5 separate regions of the Mus musculus genome follow, and regions 1, 2, 3 and 5 are each linked to region 4. A link is a contact called in public Hi-C, HiChIP or PLAC-seq and capture Hi-C data. All regions are on one chromosome and are shown on one strand. Each heading gives the region's core, a stretch centred on a gene start, on an enhancer-like site or on the middle of the called end of the contact. The rest is flanking DNA. Distances are from core to core; before and after follow the strand shown.

The links. HiChIP or PLAC-seq counts read pairs in DNA pulled down with a chosen protein or histone mark. A called contact is a pair of places that touch in the nucleus more often than the background predicts. Capture Hi-C pulls out chosen DNA fragments and counts their contacts.
Region 1: a contact with region 4 is called in a capture Hi-C map of embryonic stem cells, with 3 times the contacts expected there. The contact joins two enhancer-like sites. A contact is called at or near these places in 2 of 115 datasets of contacts at active chromatin or transcription factors (embryonic stem cells and large pre-B cells) and 1 of 9 other capture datasets (embryonic stem cells).
Region 2: a Hi-C map of bone marrow-derived macrophages shows a contact between it and region 4, with 14 read pairs. The contact joins two enhancer-like sites. A contact is called at or near these places in 1 of 484 Hi-C or Micro-C datasets (bone marrow-derived macrophages), 2 of 115 datasets of contacts at active chromatin or transcription factors (the 230-238 cell line and large pre-B cells) and 1 of 9 other capture datasets (embryonic stem cells).
Region 3: a Hi-C map of bone marrow-derived macrophages shows a contact between it and region 4, with 14 read pairs. The contact joins two enhancer-like sites. A contact is called at or near these places in 4 of 484 Hi-C or Micro-C datasets (B cells, bone marrow-derived macrophages and pro-B cells) and 2 of 115 datasets of contacts at active chromatin or transcription factors (bone marrow-derived macrophages and large pre-B cells).
Region 5: a contact with region 4 is called in a RAD21 HiChIP or PLAC-seq map of pro-B cells, with 5 times the contacts expected there. The contact joins two enhancer-like sites. A contact is called at or near these places in 1 of 15 datasets of contacts at CTCF or cohesin (pro-B cells), 1 of 484 Hi-C or Micro-C datasets (centrocytes) and 4 of 115 datasets of contacts at active chromatin or transcription factors (the 230-238 cell line, embryonic stem cells and large pre-B cells).

The regions. Positions count from the first base shown.
Region 1 is chr16:24,963,088-24,966,558 of GRCm38.p6, forward strand. The region is part of intron 10 of Lpp (LIM domain containing preferred translocation partner in lipoma); the gene reads left to right. Among named protein-coding and RNA genes, the nearest start is that of Gm52245, 23 kb to the left of the region's middle. Within about 2 kb of position 1,459, at least 43 of the 459 cell types and tissues checked have an H3K27ac peak or open chromatin away from gene starts, as enhancers often do.
Region 2 is chr16:24,912,065-24,916,027 of GRCm38.p6, forward strand. All of the region lies in intron 10 of Lpp (LIM domain containing preferred translocation partner in lipoma), which reads left to right. Among named protein-coding and RNA genes, the nearest start is that of Gm52245, 27 kb to the right of the region's middle. Within about 2 kb of position 2,532, at least 143 of the 459 cell types and tissues checked have an H3K27ac peak or open chromatin away from gene starts, as enhancers often do. A contact at or near this core is called in the 230-238 cell line and bone marrow-derived macrophages, where this site is marked.
Region 3 is chr16:25,247,442-25,251,069 of GRCm38.p6, forward strand. No RefSeq gene overlaps it. Among named protein-coding and RNA genes, the nearest start is that of Tprg, 38 kb to the right of the region's middle. Within about 2 kb of position 1,545, at least 72 of the 459 cell types and tissues checked have an H3K27ac peak or open chromatin away from gene starts, as enhancers often do. A contact at or near this core is called in B cells, bone marrow-derived macrophages and pro-B cells, where this site is marked.
Region 4 is chr16:24,346,494-24,350,266 of GRCm38.p6, forward strand. No RefSeq gene overlaps it. Among named protein-coding and RNA genes, the nearest start is that of Lpp, 45 kb to the right of the region's middle. Within about 2 kb of position 1,613, at least 74 of the 459 cell types and tissues checked have an H3K27ac peak or open chromatin away from gene starts, as enhancers often do. A contact at or near this core is called in the 230-238 cell line, B cells, bone marrow-derived macrophages and 1 more, where this site is marked.
Region 5 is chr16:24,873,004-24,876,695 of GRCm38.p6, forward strand. The region is part of intron 9 of Lpp (LIM domain containing preferred translocation partner in lipoma); the gene reads left to right. Among named protein-coding and RNA genes, the nearest start is that of Gm22672, 9.3 kb to the right of the region's middle. Within about 2 kb of position 1,353, at least 17 of the 459 cell types and tissues checked have an H3K27ac peak or open chromatin away from gene starts, as enhancers often do. A contact at or near this core is called in pro-B cells, where this site is marked.

The sequences.
Region 1 (3,471 bases), core at 209-2,708, 620 kb after region 4:
CTTTGGTGGAGATAAAGGCCTGGAGATTACTTTTTTTAATGAAGAAAAGTTATATAAGATCAACATTAAAGCTAGCATTACATACCAGAACTAAATCCTTCCTCCCACATATGGGATCTCAATTAACTATTAAAAATATATGGAGACACTTCCAATCTTAGCAGGTGAGGACACCAAATGTCACTTAATTCTTAGACTTTGAAACCCAGCCTCCTGAAGTCAGCAGCAGTTCTTTGACTGTATGTCAGGCTTGCTGCGGTTCTCACGTGAATAAGCCCTAACAAGACTATGCCTTGAAGATGTTGTAAAGACAGCTCTCTGATTGGACTTGGCTCGGAAGGAAAGGAATTCTATTCTTTCTTCCCCTCTCACGATAGTCTCACTGGAGTTCTGTGATCTTTTAATTTGCCCCTGGCATGAAGGTAGCTTTACCTCCCTCCATTTCTCAGGGATTCTGACACATCCAAGAAAAGGATTTTGGAAGACCTACCATTCAACATGGTTACAGGCTTTAAAATGACAAACCACTTCTCTGAGCCTTAAGGAGTAGCTATACTAATGTTCGTTTTTAATCAAAAGGTTGGTTTGTTTGTTTGGATACGGTCTCTTGTTGACCTGGAATTTGACCAGTAAGCTGGACTTGATGGCCAGTGAGCCACATGGATCTACCTCTCAGCACTAGGTTAGAACATGTGCCACTACACCTGGCTTTGGGAATTTGCATTTTTCATTTTTTTGTGTATGGGTTTGGGGCAATATGTATGTTTGTGTACCACATGGGAGCAGTTTCTCCAAAGAGGATGTTGAATTATCAGAACTGGGGTTGCATAAGGGTGTGAGCTGCCATGTGTGTTCTGGATTTGAACCTGGGTCTTCTGGAAGAGCAGGCAGTGCTGTTAATGGACAAACCATCTTTCCAGTCCCTCACACCTAGCTTTAAAAAAAAAACAAAAACCTAAGTCCTAGTGAATGAAGGCAGGTCTCTGTGCTTCCTTGATAAGCACTTTGCCAAGTGAGACATCTCCCAGCTCTACTCTTTTGTATTTTAAAGCTAATTTATATAATTCAAATATAAACAAAACTTCATGTTCCTATATTAATAATTCTACATTTCTCTGAAATGTTCAGTTGTTCATATGCATGTTCTTGCCTGAAAATACTGAATTCTCCCACACCACTTCAAAGTTTTTGTTTTTTTTTTTTTTTGTTACAATATTCTACCTGGAGAGTGAGTTTTGTTTGAAGGTAGGCTTGTCTAAGACATCTCTCAAGGGGGCTTAGATAATGATGAAGACTCTTATTAGAACATAACATCAGTTCCAAAGAGGATTCAAGCCAGTTTTCTTTTCAGTGGCAAATCAAACCCCACCAAGAAGAGAGGTGTCATCATAAACCACAGAGAGCAGCCTGTTCTCCCCCATTTTCAATTAGTTCCTCTTTTCTCTGCCATTTCAGGTTGTTCATGTCTTTGTGAAAGTCCATACCCTGTGCTTTTAAGCAGTTGTTTGTAGATGTGCTTTCTTCCTACTGCTCTGGAAACTTGGGAATGAAGGGAGGGTATCTCAGACTTTCATTTCTCGCTGCACTTCCAGGGTGTTCAGCTCAGGCAGAGGGAGCTCATTAGAGGAGGCATATGAAGTGTTTGTTTAAAGAGAATTTTAAGAAGTTTGAAGAGTTATAAGCAACAATCCAAAGAGTTATCCTCAGAAAGATTTCATATAAAAAAATGAAAGTTGAATTTTTTTTACAGAATCCCCAGCTATGTGTTTTATAGGTATCATGTGTGTGTGTGTGTGTGTGTGTGTGTGTGTGTGTGTGTGTGTGTGTGTGTTTCTGCTTGTCTTTCTATGTAAGCATGTGTATGAGTGTGTCTCAATGTGTTTCTGTGTGTATCTGTATCTGTGTGAATGTGTGTCTGTGTGTGTATGTTTGTGTGTATGTGTAAAAAAAGAAACTCATGACATCACCAGAAAATAGTTTAGAGGGTTTTGATATCATCTAGCAAAATTGGGGGGGGGTCATAATTTTTATCAATAAAGAAGATTTTTTATTCTGATTAGAAAATCACAGTTTAGAGATAACACTGAATTTGCTGTCATTATTTCTCGTCTGCTTGAAACACAGATACAAATATAAAATATACATTGTGGTCAGGATACAGGAGGAGGGCAGCCCGCAGTGCAGGACAGTTTGTGGTAGGAAATGTGTGCTCAGCTGGGAAGCAGGGCTGCTGGGGTTTTAACTGGGAGCTCCTGGGAGCTCCCAGGGCTGCATGAAGTCTTTGCTTTTGGAGACGCTACAGCATTGCCATCCTCTGGGAAGCCTTCTTGATCGTCAGAACCAAGAAGAAATTAACATTCCATAAGTGAGTTAGGCAGTAGAACTATTTGAATTTAAATAATTACACTGGCACTTGAGGAGAAATTTGCTGAATCATAGACCAAGCTCTTTCTGTGGATTGGAACTACCAGTCTGTTTTAACCCTCACACTTGAAGTGTGCTTCTCACGGTTCACCTCACCGTTCATGTAGATAACGATGGCATCTGCAGAACACTGAAGGAAATGGAGCATCTGCGTTCCCAGATGATAACCCATGGACTCTGGAGACCCTCCTCTGCCCCCTCGTAATCCTCTCAAGTATGGTACACCTGAAACTCACTTAAGCTTACTCTCTGGCAGGTTTTTACATGGTTACGTAAAATAATTTTACTTTAAATAAATTATCCATAATTTGTTGGTTTATCTTCTAATTAAAATTCATGAAGCATCAGTGTTATGCAGAAACACCATTGTAAATGCTGGGGCCCAGCAATGAGTTTTCTGTCTGGTGGTGTAGGAGTTTAGGAGACAGGTGGTCCTAAGATCACGATGTGTTTCCTGACTTCATTTCTTTACATGTAACTTGTAGGTAGGAAGCCTGAATGCCTTCTGTTTTCAGTCTAAAGTGTGTCTACAAAACTACAGAAGAAGTACAACTCGAACATTGGAGTTGCTCCCCATTGCATAGGGAACCGGGACGTGTGAATCTGCTTTTAGCAATAGTCATGATCCAGGCCTTGGTTTCTGGGTGATACCAGGATGATAGTTTGTGAACAGAGTGGTATGCATCTCCTAGCCTCTATCCTTTGACACTCCTCACCAAGGAGTGAGTTTGGGCTCTCTTAGAAGGCCTCCTTGGCATCACTTCTGTAACCACAGCATTTCAAGGGAAGTACATGTGGAAAGTTGTAATCTCTGGGCTGAAAAAAATTATACAGACATTCTAGGTCCTAATAGTTTCATTCTCCCTGATATTCTCTTGATTACACTAAGGCCAAAATGCTCCCTAAAACATGAGATGTCGCCTCAGCATCTTATAATCCTTCCTGTTCTGTGATATTGCTCATTTCACCAAAAATGTAAGATCACATTTTAATTTTATAAAATTAAAGTTTTAACACAGCTCCCTTTCTAGTCTTCCAACTCTCCCT
Region 2 (3,963 bases), core at 1,282-3,781, 570 kb after region 4:
GTGTTTCTGACCTCTGGCTGTATTAGAATTAACATGGGAATTTTCATTTTTTAATTCTCGTACCGAGGTCTATATCCTTGATCAATTGAACCAGACTTTCAAGTTTGAGGCCTGACATTGACAGTTTAGCATTGTTTTGAATCACATAACAATAAAATATCGTATAAAAACTTTGGGGTGGGGAGGCCTAGGTTGATTGAGGGTCTAATTTAAAGTGAATGATCAGCAGAGTTTGAATGACTCAGGTACTGTCTTCTGCCACTGTCTTGCTCTCAATTTATATTTTGTTGGGCTCAGTAGGACAAGGAGGGAGCAAAGAAAAGAAAGCAACCTTTTCCGAATGCATTTTCATGTGCTAACCAAGGATTTTTTTTAAGAAAAAAAGCCCCAGCACAAAGGAGAAAAGTGACAGAAATTAGTCTATGCAGTGAAGGAAGGACTGCTGCACCAGAAATCAGAGCCTTAGGCTGGTGCTGATCTGGCCATGACCTTTACATTGAAGGGAACTCAATAAACATCAAGGCCAGGCCCAGGGCTCAGTAGTTTAAAGTGCTTGCTTCACAAGGCTATTGCCCTCATGCCTGGAGCCCATGGTGAAGGTGAGAGCAGATGCCCAAAATTATCCTCTGACCACCATACACACATAGTGGTGGTAGTGTGTGTGTGTGTCTGTGTGTGTGTGTGTGTATAAGCACACCAATACTAGTTAAATTAATGACAACATATTACATCTATATGTTTTTGATGTTATGTTATATTATTATTGCATATTTAAAAACTTAGTGCTTTAATACAATAGTTATTTTTTCAATAATGGCTCCTTGTTGGTTTCCACTTGTGGACTCAGGGACATGAACCCACTTTGCTGCCAGGTCTACCATTGCTCTAGAGCTCTAAGGCCCACAGGCTACAGCCTTAGCCTTGGACACAGGAGGAAAGATGGTGGCCAGGGTCTCATCAGGAGCTGCAGCTGATTGCCATCCTGGAAGAGTGACCCCATGTTCCTTCTACCATACTCCATGGGCTGGGACTCAGGTGATAATTACAAGACACGGTTGGAAGTATGACTAAGCTGAGCCACAAAGCAGGGATGCTTCGATGCATGTCTAGCCTGTCTTTGCTCTCTGTCACCATTCCAGAGCCATTCGTATTGGTGTGGTTCAGTCTGAAACAGGAAGCTGTGGTACCTCAGAACAAACTGTGGTTGATTTAGCTTTCTCTAAGTAAAATAAACTTATATATTGTTCCTATATGTGTTCCTTATAATAATCTAATTTGAACCAGTGACTAAAACATATGTTCTTGGTTCACCCCAGTTAGGTAATTTAACCTCTAATTTCTCTGTTTTGAAAATTGGGGACACCTTATTTTTTGGGAAGGAAAAAATATATTTACCTATTAACAAAACTCATCTAGGAGGCTGCTGTTTGTAAGCTGTGGATGTTGAACAGTCAGTGAAGCAGACTTTCAGTCTGGTTTAGGATTTTCATTTCCAATAAAGAACAGACAGAAGGGTCACGGCACTCATTCCTAAGGAAGTGATGCCTTACTGAGCTGAGGAGTGGACAGGAGGTTAGACGTCTCAGGCAGTGGAACTTGCTGACTTGAGGACCTGAAAGAGGCCACTGTGGTCAGAGACCGAGAGAGCAGCTTGAAGTAAGGCGGGTTTTGAGATGGACAGAGGTCTTGCTAAGGACTTTGGGCTTTCTCCCAAAAGGCAAAGACTGCTTAGCTATTTCATTATTTCTTACACACTCATCCATTACCAGCTTTTCCTGAAAGGTCTTTGGCAGCAGGGAAGAGGCGGAGGCAGCACCATGAGTAAGTGAACAGAGAATCTGCTCCCTGAGTGTTGTGGGTTTTAGCCACACCCCGTGTTCCATATCTCTCTCTGTGAAGCGCCTTACTTTCTAAAGCTGAAAGAAAGAGGAGCTTAAATTAAAGCATGGCTCAGCTAAAATACAACCTAAAGAGTAAACCATGTTTCCTGCTCCAGATGTGAACACATCTGCATTTTCTATCACATGATTTAGGAGAGACACCTTGAACTTGGAGCCATCCCTGTCTTTTTGTCTGTTAGGCAATGCTTATTACAGATGACTTCCTGGCACTTGTTTCCAGAAAGAGGTCCAGCGTAAATCCTTCTGAAGCCAGCATACTCCACTTTTCTGTACAGTGTGAGCCATGGTGCTCCCCCTTTTATAATCTTTTAAAAAAATATCTATCCTGACTGAGCTAGACCTCCTTAATCTTCATTCCTTTTCTTCCTGTTGAAATGGCAGGTTTCCTCTCCAAAATTTGGACAAGCTTTAAAATTAGATCTCAAACTGCCAGCCTCACAAATCTGCCCTGACAACAAATTTGTTGATTGTGTTTTCTCCTCAAGAAATAGAGTAGCTCTGAGAGGCATTGTGTTTAGCTAGCTGTCCTGGAAACACAGATACAGCTCTGGGCTCTGAGCCGACCAAGGGTTGTGGGCTTCAGTGACTTGGCAAAGCACAACAGGACAGAAGCCGGCAGAGCATGAAGCCTGTCTTTGTCATAGTTTGCTAGAAAGCCAGAGTCAGGCTCCCAGCATGTTCTTTCCCAGACTGCCACATGCCATAGGAGTGAGGGACAATTCAAGTGGCTGTAACGTATGTAAGTCAGTCCAGTCTGTCTTTCCATGATGCCTCATGTGTGACTGTTCCTACACACTAATTGTTGCTCATAAATTAAAATCATAGAATTGTCTAAACCTTTACATGTAGAAATTCTGTGAATTAGGTTTGTGTTTGACCCCAGTTGTCTGACCCCATGCATTCTGTCTAATACTATACTGATCCTGGCCTCCTTTATAGTCCCCAAGAAATCATGTTTGACCTTGCCTTTCTGATTCTATGCCTGGTACTGAAATATCTTGTTCACATTTTTATGCCTAAATGCTATATGACCAATTCCAGCATCATCTTGTCTTTGAAAATTGATTCAAAGTGATCATTTTCTGTCTTGCTCTGTGACACAGGTCTCCTCCTCCTCTTCCTCCTCCTCTTCCTCCTCCCCTTTTCCCCCTCCTCCTCCTCCTTCCTCTCCTATAGAAAAGAAAGGGAGACATTACCCTTGTCTGAATGATTCAGAACAGCAGGCAGACTTCCATTGCAAAGCTGTATGGCTGTGGCCTGGTAAGGTTCTACACTAAGAACAGGAGTTATGGTAAGGAAAGCTGCAGCATCTCATTAAAGAGTTACTATTCCATCTGACTGTTCACAGTGGTGAGGGATGAGCTGCCTTTCAAGAGGGGATCCCTTGGCCAAATGATTGGCACATTCCAACTGTGATGTGAGGTCTACACCCAGGCTAGAGATGCTATTCATGTGACCATAAGTTTTTTTTTTTTTCATAAAGGAGTTTTTGTTGCTACACTAACATTGCTTTTTTAGGAGAGGCGACCTTAAAGTCATTTAAGAAACATATCAAGAATGAGGACTCCTAAACATTTTTGGCATCTCTAAGCCTCTGGCAAGGATGAGTGTATCATGAGGCCCAAGGACACTTCTTGGTACGGGATACTTGAACCTGCTTCTAGTTAGGGTGTGGTTCAGATCTTAGCACATACCTTTAATCCATCTGGCTGGAATACAAACATACCCTTCGCACACACCTTTAGTCCCAAACAATGAAGGTAACATTAGCTTGTAGAAGGAAGCACTCATGTTTGAATTGAGTGGCAGGAAACGTGATGAATCAGAGAAAGATTTGACAGAATAGGATATGCCCAACTCTCCAAAGAGAGGAGGGGGAAAGGAAAGCTGCTTAATGGAGAGACAGACAGCACCGGAAGAAAAGCGCACAGTACAGGATATTCTAGAGTTCATGGAGAGCAGGACAGGAGAGTTGAACCAGCCAGCTAGGGTTCAGGAAGACCAAGAAAGGATGAATTTGCTCAGCAGTAAGTCTCAGGAAACATTCTAGCCCCAGATTAGA
Region 3 (3,628 bases), core at 295-2,794, 900 kb after region 4:
CAGTGCAATAATTAAAATGTGACAATAACACCCTCAGCTAGTTCATCGGTTTTGTCTTTTGTTTTTGTTTTTTCCTTTTTTATTTATTTACTTATTTTGTGGTAGCTGAGGAGAAGGATCTCAGGGACCCTCCAACACGATCGATCTTAACCCTGAAGGTGACAAAAGGGCAGCTGTTGATAAGCCATGTCTACTCTATAAAAGATTACATTTAAAGTTCAGGGCTTTCTACTGGGGAATTTCATGTGTGTGGCTGTGCATGTATACATTTTATTTTTCAATGATCTGGAGATCTCTTATAACACAATTACAAATTATTGTAATTTGATTCTAACTAAATATAGGTGTAGCAAATAGGGATCTTTGGTTTACAAATTATTTTCTTTCTGTGTAAAAAATATATGTGTGCATTCTGAATGGTCTACAGTGAGCTTGTGCAAAATTTGTACCAAAGGATAATCTTTAATATTAGAGTTGAGAAGTGTCAGCTGAATTCTATTTTGAAGAAAATAAGGTGTCATAGTTGGGATACAATAATTCTCCCAAGCAGAACAAAGTCCTTATAGCTAAAATGTTCTTGGTGATTCTGGTTTCTCCTTCAAACTTCATGTAAGTGTGAATTAACTCTACTGTAGAGAATGGTCTGAAAATGAAGGTCTAGAGGAGAGGAGGTAGGTGTGGCGCCTCTGAGGTGGTACACTTTCAGATCACTCATGGCTCTTAAGAGTGTTCTGTATCGTGTCCAAGTCTAACAGTAAGACAGCTCTTAAAAAAATAGGTCAGTTTTGTGCTTGTCTTTCATTTTACCTGCTCTGGTCCATGGTCCCTCTAGCCAGTGACATTCCTGAGCAGAAGAGAAGAGAGTGCATAGCAGTGCCATAAAATGACCCAGGAAGTTTGTACACTGTGGACAGTCAACCTCGAGCTGATCGATGTTCAGTGCAAGCCCTTCAGTGAGACACTGTTGTGTTGTGACTACTCTTGTGACTTGTGACAAGTTGCCTTCTCCTCTTTAATTTCCATTTCTCCAAGTGCAACGTGGAATTTCCATCATATGCCCCATGGTTCTCCGTGGTTCTGGTGGGATTTGAGGAGCGTGAATTACAAACTGGTATCCCGGAGCCATCCAGTCTAACGCAAGCTTTACTTTGCTCTGGGAGTAAACCTTAAGAAAAGGTCAGTTTTGCAGACGTCTTGAGGTTGTGTTCCAACGTCCTCGTTAAATAACCGAAGTCCAGACTGGCAGGCCCAGGGGAATATTTAATCAAGTAAAAAAAAAAAAGGCCAAGTCATTACTGGAACTCCGTCATCAGACCTGTAAACACAAGCATTTATTTGTGGGTGTCATGAGAAAGTGTGTTCACTTGTAATACTCTCTCCTGTACAGGTTCTACTTGTCAAATGTGTATGACTCTTCTGATAATTCAGAAGAGTGGAGAGAGCAAGACGAAAGGAAAGAGAGAAAATTACAACTGTAAACAGACTCTGGACAGCGAAGGATCAAAACAGCCTCTGGCTTGACTGGATGAGTCATAGCTATAGTCAGACCACAAATAGAAGCATAGCTTCTCTGTTGAAGGGCAGTCTTCCTGTCTGGAGAGGAAACCCAGCTCTGATTGGAGATAGTAGTTTTTGCAGACTTCAAAGCATCGCAAGCAACTGAACAGACAAGAGAAAGGGTTGGTAAACAGCGTTCCAGGTGCTACTCTGGAGAACCAGCCGCACAGCTCTGATTTGAAGCTATGTAGACATACTTTCATCGGAAGCCAAAAGCTGGTGGTTTGTTTGTATGCTTGGTTTGTTTTTTTCTTCTGCTTCTTTCTATAGTATTACTCCCTTCTAGCATCTGCATCTAATTTCATCTCAAGTAATGCAAGTTGTTCCTCCAGGCTCACACTCCAGGGCACAGAGAGAGATTGGCAAAGGGCCATCTAAGGAGGTAGGAGGAAGGCAAGGGCACGTGTTTTGAAACTACGAGGAAGGTGATGCTTTCAACAGGGCAAGTCTGAGACTGAGAGGGTGTGGCAGAACAGAGGAACATTCTAGTGGTTCCTACTAGGTAGACAAGCCAGTTTGGCCTCCTGAATTTAGACTTTAACACTGAGTCTGGGTATAGCTTAAAATTTAGTGTATATGTGAGGAAGAAGAACATGGAAAATTGGAATGAACGAATGGGACCCGGTGTCGGAGCCTGAGTGCCATTAAAGGTCTGGACTCTGTATGCTGTGGAAACAGGGAGGCAAGAAACAGAGACTACGGAAAGATGGGAACTCCAACCATGGGAGGTAGAATGAAGCAAGCTCAGGAAGGCCAACTACATCTGCTGTCACTTGGATGCTTGTCCAGCACAACGTAAGCCCCTGAACTTAGAAAGCACATAGGAGAGACGATGACATCGATAGATCTAATCGCTGGAGGATAGCAACATAAAATGTTTTTTACCAGTACATGTTTTGGTGTGTGTTAAGGTCATTGAGCTGAGTAGATGGGACCTGGAAAACTATATAGTCAGGTGATTGAAAATGACAAATGCATAATTTCCATTTGATAGACATAGGGGACAGGCAGTGAGGGAAAAGTTACCTGCACCATGTGTTTGACATTGGTGGTTTTGACTGACACAGGTTCACTACTTGCTCCACATTTCCTTTCCAACCTACGCTAGTAGCTTTTCTATCTGCTGTGATAAAATTCCCAGCTAAAGTGACCTACAGAGGAAGTATGAATTTAGACCTAAAGTTCCAGAGTACACAGGCCATGGTGGCAGGGTAGGTGCAGGAGGCGATGCGTCCTATTACATCTGTAATCAGGAAGCAGGCATAATGAAAGATGTTCAACCTCACTTTCTCATTTCATTCAAATCGAAACCCCAGCCCATAGAATCATACCTTCCACTTTCAGGGTGTCTTTTTCCACCTCAATGAACCAAATCTAGACTTATTTAAAGGATCGTTTCCATACCGACTCAAGTTCTGGTCGAATTGACATTTGGTGTTAGCTATCACACAGCTTTGATTTCACCCTGAGTCTTGGCCCTTGGGATCCCTGCAACACTGAACTTCTGTCAGGCAGCTGTGCCCTGGCTTCCTGTCTGAGGGTGGGTGAGTCACCTGTTCCCACTGGGTCCTGCATTCCTCATGTGTGAAATGAGGATGGGACAACAGTCTAGCTGTATGTCTGGAACAAGAAGCACCTGTTGCCAGCATTCTCTTTAATAAGCAAGCAAGCAAACAAACAAAGCCAGCCAATGAATCCTTCCTGTCATCATCCATGTCTTACAGATGGCCTAATAGATGATACATTAAATGATACATAATGCTCAAAAGGCCATAGGGTAACGTGTCCTGCTGACAGGCTCAGCCACCTCACTTTTAGCACCATTCCTTCTACTCCAAGCAGGTGATACTGATGTCTAGAAGTAAACAAAGAAATGTGCTCAGCTTCCCGAGATTTCTCTTTTTAATTATTTTTATTTATGTACCTATTGAGCTGTGTGGACTGCATGCACGCAAGTGCCTATTGAGGTCAGAAGTGAGCATCAGATCCCACAGAGCCAGATGCAGAGGCAGTTGTGAGCTGTCTAAAACGGTGGCCGGGAACTGAATTCAGGTCCTCTGGAAATGCAGTG
Region 4 (3,773 bases), core at 363-2,862:
CACCATGCCTGCCTGGGTGCTGCCATGCTCCTGCCTTGATGATAATGGACTGAACTTCTGAACCTGTAAGCCAGTCCCAGTTAAATGTTGTTCTTTATAAGAGTTGCCATGGCCATGGTGTCTGCTCACAGCAGTAAAACCCTAAGACAAACACCAATTCCAAGCATCCAAATTGACAGACTGGGAGCCACCGTACCTCTCTGGCCTTTCGCCCCTGCCCACCTGGAAGCATCTCCACCTTTAGCCTTACCTGCATGAACCTTTGTAACTTGAAATAGTTCACGGTTCTATACCATGAGACTCCCCTGTTAGGTTTACAAAGAGTTAAGCAGGGTTCCTGGCTGGCAGGGGTTGGGGGTTGGGAGGGTGCTTCTGAGGCTGGGGAAGGGGAGAGCAGGAAAACTGTTGGGACTGACAGTTCTAAGAGGATAACTTCACCATCTAACCACTTATGTCCAAAGAGGAAACTGAGGCCCGTTTGTTAAGATACAAACTTTGTAACTTTTTGACCCAGGAAGTTTTGAGAGTGATAATAAGGAAATGATTATAGAGTGCTTTGAGCTTTTCAGAGACAAGTAGTATTTAAAATACAAGGTATTATTACCTCCATAGAGTTTTTCTTTTGACTACCACTGTGCTTGAAAATGTGGGCAGAACACCGTTATTTTTCAAAACTCAGGTATTTCAAAAAAAAAAAAAATCCACGTGCACAATACCTACCCTCAGCCCTATAAACTAAGGCTCAGCTCTCTTGTCACTCGATAATTTAAACGTTCAAAGAGATCTGGTATTAGCTTTATCAGCTAACTTGGCCGCATTCCACGGGAGACATTTACCCTCTCCAACTCACACTTCGATCCTGCAATATGAAGGAAGGACTGCTTGATCAACCGTGAAAACAGTATTACATTTGAGGTCGTACATACAAGTACCAAACATCGCTCACTACAGGTATAAGGGAGGAACATGTCTTTCAAAGACCCTAAATAAATCAGGGCAGCCCAGGGCCAGCTGGTTCCTTGACAGAGGACCCATTGCTGAATCTTAGAACGCAGTCTCGTGAGAGGATTCCACGTGTACTCCATGACTGAGCTGCCTGTGTCTTGAAAGATTCCAAAACTGACAGTTCAAGTCCCGGTTTCATGTGTGTAGTCCGTTCCCCGAGGAGGCCCTGGAGTGTCCCCCTCTGCTTGCTTCATTGGCCTACAACAAGAGTCATACTAATGGGATGCAGAAAGGCGCGTGTATCCTTACAGGGGTGGCACTGAGGGTGCAGGCTCTGAAAAGAATCAGACGCTGGTTCACACCCCAGGGCTCTATGGCTGGAAACAGGTTGCTTGTCTGCTCTGAATCTTTGGTTCCTCATTAAAGATGGGAGGAGGCTATTAATAGCTTTTTTTTTTCTTTCCTGGGGTTGTTTTGAGAATTTAAAGCAAGCACTGAGACCAGGACACAGGAAAGACTCGATTCGCGTTAGCGCTTATTAAAAAGCAGTAACAGTCCATGTACCCCGGGGCTTACTGTTATTTCTTCGGAGTTCTGCTTTCAGTGCACAGTGGAACTAAAGATAACCATGCAGCTATTGTCTCTGACCCGCCTGGGTGCTCTTACTAGAACGAAAGGAAAAAGGAAATACACGGTGGCCCAGAATGGGGCTCCAGAGAAATCCAAAATGAGCTGCGGTCTAAAAGCGACTTCTTCTCTCCAAGCCTATTTTTAGCCAGCTGTGAACTTCTCTAATACGCAAAGAGTGATGCTGGGCTCCCTGAATAGCTCCGCTGACGAGCTCCTGCCTGCTTCTGCTACTATGGGAATTTATGGAGCTCTGGTCTCACACTTCATTAAAGAAATATACGGTGGTGCAGAGACAGGAGGCCAGACACCTATAACTCTTGTCTCAATCTCACAGTGATAAATCTTAGTAGTGCCTCATTTGTGGAGGAAAAAGGAGTAACCAAAGAGATGCTATCTACAGCCCCTTTGTGGCTGGCTTGACTTGGCTTGCTTTTTCTTCTTTTCTTTGCTCTAGATCTTTTTTGTTTTGTTTTCTTTTTTTTTTAAGAGTTGTTTATAATAGATAACTTTGTTAAGAGGTTATCAAAACAAGAGGTCTAAGTCAAAAGTACTCTCAAACCTGTAAGATACAAGTTTATAACAAAGACCTAGATCACTAATGCTAAGGAATTGTTTTTCACATACAACGTTGTTCATGATGGCCAAGAGGATCAATAGGTTCACTGTAACTGTGTTGGGTCAAAACTCTCTAGATTTATTTAATGGCAGTTGGGTTCTGGTGACTCCATTGCCAACCCTCACACACAGTCTGGTGCTGAGGGTGGGATGGAAGGAAAATATGGCACCTGTGCCACAAAACAAATACTTCTAAGAATCCCTGCATCTGTTTCCTGTTTTTACCATCTTAGCTAGAATTAGGTCCAGTGGCCACCCACGGTGGGAAGATGACTTGAACAAAAGACTTGGAAAGGTCAGACTTCCAAAGTGTACCTGTCATGGTCCTGATTAATAACTGCTAAAGAACCAAAAGAAAGCTGGGTATGGTGACCCAGGCATTCACTCCCAACACTTGAAGGAGTCCCAAGTTAGCTGAGCTATATATAGTGAGGCCCCGTCTGAAAAACAAAACCAAGCAAGCAAAATAAGGAAAAGAGAGAGGTTAAAGAATAGATAAACAGTGTTGGGGCTGTAGTCCAACAGTAGGGTACTTGCCGAGCACACCCAAGGCCCTGATTGAATTCCAAGCACCCCAAAACAAAGGACAACAGCAAAAGCTGGCTAAGGGACCATCAGCAAATGACATACCTAATGACAAGCAGACCTGCCCAGTGATTCAACCATCATTTCTTTTCTGATCCCTTCTCCATGTAACACAGGTCCCTACCCCTTCCTGCTCACTGACTAGTCCTGTGGTACAGCTTCCCAACTGTCTTGACTTCCTGCTCACTCGTCCACTCCTTGACTATTATTAAGCCGAATGGTCAAACATATGCTTCATTCATTACTCTCCTCTCTGCCCAGCACAGTGCCTGGAATATATTGATTAATCTATAAGTAACTTATCTTTATCAAATCAATATACTGTCTTTTTTATTATTAGATATTTTCTTTATTTACATTTCAAATGATACCCTCTTTCCTAGTTTCCCCTCCAGAAATCTCCTATCCCCTGCCCTCAGATCAATATACTTTCAAAAAACAAAATTGATTTATTTTCTACCATTTGGGTTTCTCTACCTAGAAACCTAGCACCAGAGTGACAGCATGCCAGAATGATTTTCCCTAATGTCAATTGAAGAATATCAGATATATTCTGTTTAACCTAAAATATCACAAGTTAATTCTTAGTGGGTTAAATCTGTTACTTATTTTAAAGCCTTTGATCTCAAGAAAGAAGAATAGACCGTCCAGAACACCAAGTTGTAATAATGACAGTATGAGGACCTCTCTGGGCTGGATGTTGTAAAGTAGGGTCCTCAGTGACAGAGAAATGGCACCCAACCATGGTTTCTGAGAAGCCCTTATTAACCTTGTGGTACCCTGGGGCCCTCCCTTGGAGTCTCCCCTTCCCTGCTTTGTCCTATGTCTTATGCGAGGCCACAGAAGTTAAACCAGGTTCGTATGTGCATACCTGTGCCAGGAATGTTAAAGAGTCGTGACAACAGTCATGCCTGCATCCAGAGGAGCCATTGGGGCCAGAGTACACCAGGTTAAAGACCCTCTGGGAGCAGAGAATGCTGGGAATCCAGTAGGGTCAG
Region 5 (3,692 bases), core at 103-2,602, 530 kb after region 4:
ACATCTCTCCAGCCCCAAAGGTGTTTTTCATTTTGTTATTTTTCATCTGTTTGAAACAGGGTTTCACTGTGTAGCCCTTGCTGGTCTAGAATTCACTGTGAAGATCAGGTTGGCCTCAAGCTCATGGAGATCCAACTGGCTTTGCCTCCCAATTACTGGAACTAAAGACATTTGTCACCACAACCTGCCAAGTTTGAAACTTTTACACGTCTGTGCCAGTCTACAGTCTACCCTGTGCCTCAGTTATGGTGCCTTACAGTAAACCTTGCTTTCAAACCGTTTACATCCTTCAGCAAGTTGAATATAGTGGTACGTGTCTCAGCCACTGTAGAGGCTATGGCAACAATGTTACAAGGTCAGTTCCACCCTGAGCAACACAGCATCTCCCTGTCCCACTTTCTTTTTTTGTGTAGATAGAGGATGAGAGCAAAATATCCACCTCTGTTATTGTCAAAATTGGTTGGACTGTTCTGCATCCTTTTGCATTCTAGAAGTGGCTTGTCAATTCATATTGATAAAGCCCGCAGGATTACTCATAATTCAAATGAGAAGCATTGACTCCTTAAAAGGACTTCCAAACCATGAACATGATGTATCTGTTCCTTGATGTAAGTGTTCTTTCATTTTGCTCGGTGACTTTTTTTTAATTTTAAACTATAGAAGTCTTATGTATATTTTGGATCAAAAGCTAGAAATAAAAGCCAAAATTATAAAGTTTTTATGAAAAAAAACACTCCCAAGAAAGTTCTTATGAAATTAGGGCAGTCAAAGATTTAATGTAGGATATACCCAAATAAATCTATTGAAAGATAAATTCAATTTCATCAACATTCTAAAAGCGTGTAAGTCCAGGACATGGAAACTCTTGACAAGAGAACTAAAATTTACATCCATACCAGCCAGGGCTTGAAACAAGACCCTGTCCTCAAAAAACGAAAAGCAGAAAAATCTAAAACTTGTTCTCAGAAGAAACCATTGAAATGTGAAACACCAAGCCATGCATCCAAAATGATATGTGTCCAGTATACAGAGAGCAGGTTTCTAACTCAATCAAAACAAAAAACAAAAGGAGGCAAAAGGTTTAAACAGATGCTTTTCTGGGAAAAATCATCAACTAAAAATATGCTTGGTATCTGTGGTCCCCAAGAAGAGACTTCCTAAAGTGTCCCCTTACTTGAGTTAGGAACAAATTCAAATTGAAGAGATTCGAGGCTCTGCCACGTCCCAGGCGCGAACTGGGATGTGAAATGGCTGAGATTCTCCTGAACTGCTGAGAACAGGATCGTACAATGGATACTTTTAAAAGATCTTAGCAGTGTCTTTAAAAATTAAACACACAGTAAACATAACCAAGCTTTTCTCCAACATGTTCGCCTAAAGCAAACAAAACCCCTGTTTTCACACAGACTTGAACATAGAGGTTGATGTCAACTTTATTTGTAGTAGTCAAAATTGGCAGTGGCCCAAGACTCCATCTGTAGGTGAAAGGACAAATTGCATCATCGTCACACAGTAAAATGGACACATAGGGAAATAAGCTGGTAAAATGTGAAAGACTGACTTGCTGAGGGTAGGGAGGAATGCCAAGAGAAAGACATGGGTGATAGTTCTGGCTTGGTCATGGTGTTAACTATAGCTTTTACATTTATTAAAAATAATCAAAACATTTACGTAAAATGGCCTTGGTTATTACATTTACAGAATATCCAAAAGTATAGTATGGCTTAGCAACTAAGAAGACTTGTTCCTCTTTGAACCAAGACATGGTTCCTAATACCCACACTAGTATTCACAGCCTCCTAATTCCAGTTCCAGGGGATCCAATACCCTCTTTTGGCTTCCGGGACACCTGCATGTACACAGTACACACACATGCAAGAAGGCACACATGCAGACACAGAAATAAAATTTTAAATTTTAGTATATGGAAATAAACACCATGAAGTACATTTCTATATTTTTTTTCCCGTTAGACTGAAGCATGCTTAAGTGAGGGTTAGTGAACCATACATACTGCAGAGTTTCCTCATTTCTGCACACCTTTTTTGGGCTTCTTTAGAAACAATAAGAACTTAAAGGCTGTTTATGCTTTTCCCCCTTAATATTTAAAGTTTGTGTGCACGTGCCTGATTGAACCTTATTTACCTAAGTAAAATATCCTGATGAAACTTTCCCAGTGCGGTCTACTTAGATTTTAAGAATCTGACCCATTCTTTCCCTCCCTCCCTTCCTTCCTTCCTTCCTTCCTTCCTTCCCTCCCTCCCTCCCTCCCTTCGTTTCTTCTTCTTCTTCTTCTTCTTCTTCTTCTTCTTCTTCCTCTTCCTCTTCCTCTTCCTCCTCCTCCTCTTCTTCTTCTTCTTCTTCTTCTTCTTCTTCTTCTTCTTCTTCTTCTTCTTCTTCTTCTTCTCTTCTTCTTCTTCTTCTTCTTCTTCTTCTTCTTCTTCTTCTTCTTCTTCTTCTTCTTCTTCTTCTTCTCCTCTTCCTCCTCCTCCTTCTCTCTGTCTCTGTCTCTCATTTCACTCTTTTGATCATCATGGACAGATTTGGGGTGAAATGTAGTGCTTCTAGTGACTCTGGCAGGGAGCATCAGTTGGTTATGTCCTGTAAAAGGCATACGGCTAAAGAAGCTTTTGAATGGAAATGGAGTCCCTGTTCTTCTTTTTTCTGTGTCAGCTTTGATTTGATTAGGTCTGAAAAGGGGAAACTATTCAGATACACTAAACAGAAGAGCATTAGCCCACCCCCTAGTCCTTGTGTTACTGTTAAATTTTGGTAGGTAAAAGGCACAGTACAACTCACCCCTGCCTCCCTGAGAACCAGCCACTAAAGCGCACAGTAGGAGGGCTTTGTCATGAAAATTCCAAAGCTTGAAGAGACTCTTGCCTACAGCTTTCCTTGGGGCAGCATCCTACCTGTAGCAGTTCTGACCACTCTACTGAACATCTCTCAGTGCCTGTAAATCTTTCCTTCTGAAAGAGACTGACAGAGATCTAGTCACAAGATATAAGTGCATCTATTAGGCAAGTAACCAGATCCCCATCTTGCAGTAGCCTCATGTGGGTATGTAAGAAGCTTTGATAACCAGGTTTCTATTTGAATCTGGTCAGGCCAGTCTTTGGTTTAGTATGTGTGTGCATGTGACTCTTCTCTCCTTAACATTTGCTAACGATTGGGGTAGTATTTGCATACTGCTGGGGACTGGATGATGTAAAACTTGCTTCTTCTCTCCAATATTGTTCTTCATGGTGAGTTTTTATGTTTTACTTACAACTACTGAACTACTACCATGCACAACAAAGCTACACAGGTCATGAATATTCAAAAGTGTAGCTACCTACCTACCTACTTACCTCTACCTCTACATACACACACACACACACACACACACACACACACACACACACACACACACCACATTTAAAACCATGTACTCTCATGTAAAGGCACATAAACAAATGTACATGTGAGGGCCCTTATTAAATTAACCTCTACAGTCCCCCACAAACTATGTCCACAATGGGAATGTGAAAGCTGTCCTCCACTCTTTCCTCTTTGCCCATTTAGTCTGTTCCTTTATTCTGTGTATTTTGAAACACTTTTGGAATCATCCCCTCTTCCCCAACCATGCTGCCAACTGCTGGTACCATACTTTATAGCCAGGCATAATAGACAGCATGGATTTTAGCACTGAG